Regions from separate parts of the Callithrix jacchus genome. Here region 2 is linked to region 1. Evidence: chromatin contacts called from public Hi-C data. All regions are on one chromosome and are shown on one strand. Each heading gives the region's core, a stretch centred on a gene start, on an enhancer-like site or on the middle of the called end of the contact. The rest is flanking DNA. Distances are from core to core; before and after follow the strand shown.

What was found. A called contact is a pair of places that touch in the nucleus more often than the background predicts.
Region 2: a Hi-C map of skeletal muscle shows a contact between it and region 1, with 8 times the contacts expected there. The contact joins the promoter of COX18 here to the promoter of ANKRD17 in region 1. A contact is called at or near these places in 2 of 3 Hi-C or Micro-C datasets (both in skeletal muscle).

The regions. Positions count from the first base shown.
Region 1 is chr3:124,817,328-124,820,027 of calJac240_pri, reverse strand. It overlaps ANKRD17 (ankyrin repeat domain 17), which reads right to left and starts at 1,310. Exons shown (of 33, transcript XM_054253289.2): 1 at 740-1,310. The coding sequence starts at 1,150. It overlaps LOC144581811 (a long non-coding RNA gene), which reads left to right and starts at 1,645. Exons shown (of 8, transcript XR_013533083.1): 1 at 1,645-1,799.
Region 2 is chr3:124,998,257-125,000,956 of calJac240_pri, reverse strand. COX18 (cytochrome c oxidase assembly factor COX18) reads right to left here and starts at 1,364. Exons shown (of 6, transcript XM_008993193.6): 1 at 955-1,364. The coding sequence starts at 1,287.

The sequences.
Region 1 (2,700 bases), core at 61-2,560:
ACATGTATGTATGTATGTATGTATGTATAAGAAATATATTTTATCCACCTATAAATGTATATGGTCATTTGTAATTATTTAAAGTTACTGATAAATGTATAAAAATACAGCATCAGTTCATCCAAAATCCTTGAGAGATCGAGGAAGTGAGGTTACTTTAGTAGCCAGGATAGTGGTGAAAAACCCTGCAGAACAGTATGGAAAAGTACAGCTTCTCACGTGCCCCTCATATACACAAACACTTAGCTCTGAGTCCATTACAACCTTACATCCCCCCTCAAACTGTTCCCCTCCACCTCACAACTGGGATAAGCTGATCAACCTCCTAGTTGGTCCCCAAGAGACTCATCTACCTATTATTTTACTCCTCCCGCTTTGATCTCGATCCCACCCCAGAATAAGGTGGCCCTACTGGCCCCAGGCAGATCACCCCCACAGCGTGTAAACAGGGAATCTAACCAATTCCCTCCATCCTTAACCATGTGAGCCATCCCATGATAACAGGCTGTTCACCAACTCTGGGAACTCTGTGGTCCTCCCACCCCCACGTGTCAGCTACCCTCCCCCACATTCCCACACCTCACGATTTAGGCCGAGGAAAGAAAGGGGGCAGTCGAAAGCCTGGCCCCTAAGAGATCAACCCACTGGAATCTGTCCCACCGCCAAGTCCCCTCCCACCTTCGGCCCCCTATCCCTTATAATCCCTTCCTCCCTCCTTCTTTTGAAACCAGGCCCTTGCCTCAGAAACCTCCTCTTCCTCGTCGTCGTCGTCCTCCTCTTCCTCGCTGTTGTTGCTGCTGGTGCCGCCACCGCCACCTCCACCTCCACCTCCGCCTCCACCGCCGCCGCTGTTGTCGCTGTCGCTGCTGCTTTCGCTGCTGCTAGGGGGTCGGCAAGTCCGGTTACGCTTGGCCTTGTGGTGTTGCTGCTGCGCAGGCTTCTTCTTCAGGAGCAGGTCGCAGACTCGCACCATCCCATGAGGAGACGAGGCCGAGCGAGCTCCGCTGCTGCCGCCAACGCCGCCGCCGACCTCCGCCGCCGCGGGGGGGGCAGCCACAGCCGCCACCGCCGGGGGGCTCCCTTCTCTCTCTGCAGCCGCAGCCGCAGCCGCCGCCGCCGCCGCCGCCACCGGAACCGTCGCCTTCTCCATCCCCAGGGAAAGAGGGAGGGCGCCGACGGGGGAGGGGCGTGGGGGCTACGCGCTACCGCGATTTCGGCCGCACTGGGGCCGACACAGCAATCGGTGCCGCCTCTGCCGCCACCGCCTCGGTCACCTCTACTGCCGCCGCCGCTCCGCCAGCTCTCACTTCGTCTCGCGATACTAAGGGCGGGGAGTCTGCTGACGGGAGGGAAGGAGGGAGGGAGCAAAGGAAGGGGGGGTGAGGCATAAGAGGGAAACCGGGTGTTGGGAGACCCAGAGGAGAGGAGACTGGAAAGACGCCCGGGAAGTGTGCCTGGGGCAGCTTCCGACAGGAAACGGCGGGGACTGATAAAAGGGGCGCAAATGCCCCGGGAGCGCCCGAGAGCTACCGGATTTCTTCTCTTTACCCGCTATTTCCCGCACACACAGCCCTGCAGCCCTCCCTTTTTCTTCCTGGCTTGTGACTAGAACGCAGCCGCAGGCGGAAGTGCAGTGACGCCATCAGCCGTCGCCTGAGCCCCGTGGCGTGCGGGTAGCTGAAAGGCGAAAGTGAGATTTCGAGGGCCTTGTTTGGGGCCCCGCGGGCGCGCAGTGCTGCGGTGTGTAGAGAGAACGGGGAGGCTGGAGAGGAGCCGACCCTGCGCAGTGTGGGAAGCAGGTGCGGAGGTGCAGTCCAGACACGTTGTTAGCGGGAGGCCGGTCTGCCAGATAGGGGAGGTGGGGGCCTCGTTCTGGACTGCTGAACGCAGTTTTATTCTCGTTTTTTCCTCCGCCAAACCGAGAGATAGAGCTTTGGGTCCTGAGAGGTGGTGTTGTGTTGGGGAAAGAGCCTTCTTTAACTGAGTTTAAGGTTTGGGTTGTAGACATCCTGTACGTGAGTTTACACGTGTGTAATATGAAAGCAGTCGATTAGGAGATGTCTAAGATCATTACAACTCAAGGTTCCAAGGGGAGGAAGACACGGGAAGGATGCATGATCTGTGCCAGGCTTTGTAGATGATTCACTGAATGACCCTGATTTAGCTCTTCGGCCCTCTTCGATTCAACTTCTATCTATGAAGCAGGCATAAATAATGATTATTGTCTGTATCCTCTTGTAGGGTTGTGAGTTCATTTTTAGGTTTCCGAAGAACTTTAAGGAGTTTTGAAATGATAGTGGAGCCCATTGAACTCAGAATTATCCCTTTCTGGTCTAGTAGGAGTATAGTGGCATAAGGAAAATGAAGCAAACATCAAAGACAGATGTACTGGCACAAAATTAAAAGTATGTCTCAGCTGACATAGTTGCCATTTTAAGACTGCTAAGTTTAGCTGAATATGCCTGGATTTTTTTTATTTTTTAGCTTTTTTCTTCTTTTTAGCATTGGCATACCATATGAAATGTGGGCAGTTGCCAGTACTCTACAGAGTACCATGGCAGAATTGGCAATGACTAAATCAGTTCATTCAAACAAAAATTCATCATGTGCCTACTGTGTGCATAATTTGTGAAATCGAAGTCTGTTTCCAGGGGCTTTACAGTGTAATAAGTGCAATAGTAAATATATATACAGAGTGGT
Region 2 (2,700 bases), core at 115-2,614, 180 kb before region 1:
GTCCTCATTCAAAAATTCAGAATGTATACTTATTCATGTAATCATGAAGGGCAAGTAAGCTCTAAAATCATGTTCCCTTACATATAAAATATATAACAGCATCTACTTCACAGGATTAGAAGTATTACATGAGAACTGCACCCTGGACTTTACTGTTCCATCTCTAGATTTCCTAGTAAAGTAAGTGGAGAAAACTGCAGTCTGTTAAGAACCTTTAATGCACTGTGATAGACACAGATCAAAAATAAAAAGTGCATTTATTCCTGCCCTGTGTTAATTTTTCCTGTAAAGTAGCTCACTGACTTAATGTTGCTGCTGATTCCGTTCCCGTTCTGTTTCCGATTTTTTTCCCCAATGCTCACAACCTGAAAACATGAAAGCCATTATTTTTTAACTAGTCCATTTGAATAATCTAGCACTTTAACCCACATCATCTGACTTCCTCTCATAACGTTGCGAAATAGGTAAGGAAGGTATTCCTATCCTGATTCCTCAGAAAAAAGGATTCAGCATTAAAAGGTTAAGTGACTGTGACCAACCAACAGTCTTAGTCGGGCTTGGATAGGAATCAAATTCGCAAACTGCTAATAGTATGCAGACATACTGGCTGTTACAACTTTTAAGACATGAATTTTATAGATTTCACCAACTCCATTTCTTCTGCCACTGACTGCTTTGTTTCGATTCTCTGAGAGAACTCTGGCAACCACTTGTGCTCGGAGCACAAACCCAACAACGAAAACGAAATGACAGATTCATATGTACAAAATCTTAACACACCTAATGCTAAATGTTTTTAAACGCTAAAATGGTCACAATAAAATAGTCACGATGATTAAACACTAAGCACTGCAGCAGGCAATATCGTGGGATCGAAAACCCTGAGTGAATGTCGACTTTCTTCCACTTCAGGGGTTGCCGCGCAGGGCGCGCGCACGGCTCGGCGCCCCTCACCTTGGCCAGGATGTAGTGCTGGTAGGCGGCCAAGGGCAGCGTAACTGCGCCCCGCAAGGCCACGGTGGAGAGCAGAATGCCGCCCCACCAGGGCAGTCCCGTGGTGGCGTGTACGCCGAGCAGTACTTCCTCCGCAACCCGCACCGGCGAAGAAGTGGCCAGGGCCTCGTACCAGCCGTTCCCATCTACTGCAGAGACTGGTGCCACTGCCCACACTGGGAGAGTGGGGCGCTTGGCGCCGCTCGTAGGAACCGGCACGAGCGGCGGGTCCCTCGCCCAAAGGTGCAGGGCAGGGAGTGGCCGCAGCCACCGACCGCCAAGCCGGCACAGCATTTCTGCACCACAGCGGAGTCCAGAAACCGGGCCTCACAATCCAGCGGACATGCACTGGCCAGCCAAGGCTGACAGGCGCATGCGTCAGGAACAGCGGGCAAAAAGCGCTTGTACGCCCGCCGGCAGCTGTGACTGACCTTCCCATTCAAGCCGGTGACGACTTGCGTCGCGTGGATATGACGCAAAAGATAGGGAAGTTCTGCCTTTCCCACTTGGCACTGGGCAGGCCTACTGCGCACGCGCGAAACTTTCCCGCTGCTGGGGTGGAATTACTCCGAGGCCGGACCAGACTGCAGAGACATGGGTGGAGTCATGTCTAAAGATCGTCTTCACCGTAAAAATGTCCATTCTAGTTCACGAAAGCTAACCGTCATTTGTAATCACCTTTGCTCAGTGTTTTTTTGTGACCAGAAGCTGATCCCCAACCTCTTTACGTGCACTCGGTTGCTTCCGCTAGAGAATACGATAGATTATAATACCAAAGAGTAACACGTTGCTAAAATGCCGGCCCGGAGAGTGACGCATTTTTCTTGCTGACCCTGAGTGTTAATAAGCATGCTTAAAGCACGACGCATAGTTCAGTCTCGTGTATATTTAATTAAATGGCCCATCTATTCTAGTTAGTATTTTGAACACTACCTGCAAACTGAATTTCTTCAATGTTTTGTGTTCCATTATAAATAGCAGCAAAAATCTTATAGTAAGATGAAGTGTCATGTCTTGATTTAAGGGAAACTGTCACTGGCAGTATCAATGGCAGTGCGGTAAATTCCTTACTAGAGTTTACTTGTATCCTATATAAGCTTTAAAGAGCTAGAACTCAGCATTAGATGTCTTCTAGTCAAAAGGAATATGTTGAGTCTACATGGACTATATAGTTTTTAAATTTTTTTTCTTTTCTATTTTTTATTTTTATTTTTTTTAGAGACGAGGTTCCACCATATTGGCCAGGATGGTCTCGATCTCTTGACCTCGTGATCTGCCTGCCTCGGCCTCCCAAGGTGCTCGGATTACAGGCGTGAGCCACCGCGCCCAGCGACTATATAGTTTTTACTTTTGTGTTCCTGGAAACAACAAACTGGAATGACACAGAGGAGGTTCCTCACAGAAGGGTCACCCCAGACTACAGAACAAAATATGTTGTGAGGAGTAAATATTGATTTTATAAATTTATTTAGTCAAAGAAGCCTCCAGCAAATGTTGGGTAATGTCAAACGGCAGCTATCGTTTGCCCTTCACTGTGCACCTAACCAAGGGTACCCTATGATCACTTTCTCAGGATTCTGGAAGTCATCTGCTTTCCAAACTGACAAATTTTTACATGAATTTTTAAACGTGTTTAAACACACACGCACATGCTATATACAAACTTCTTCTAAAAGAAGAACCTACCACTCTATTTCTTTATCCATT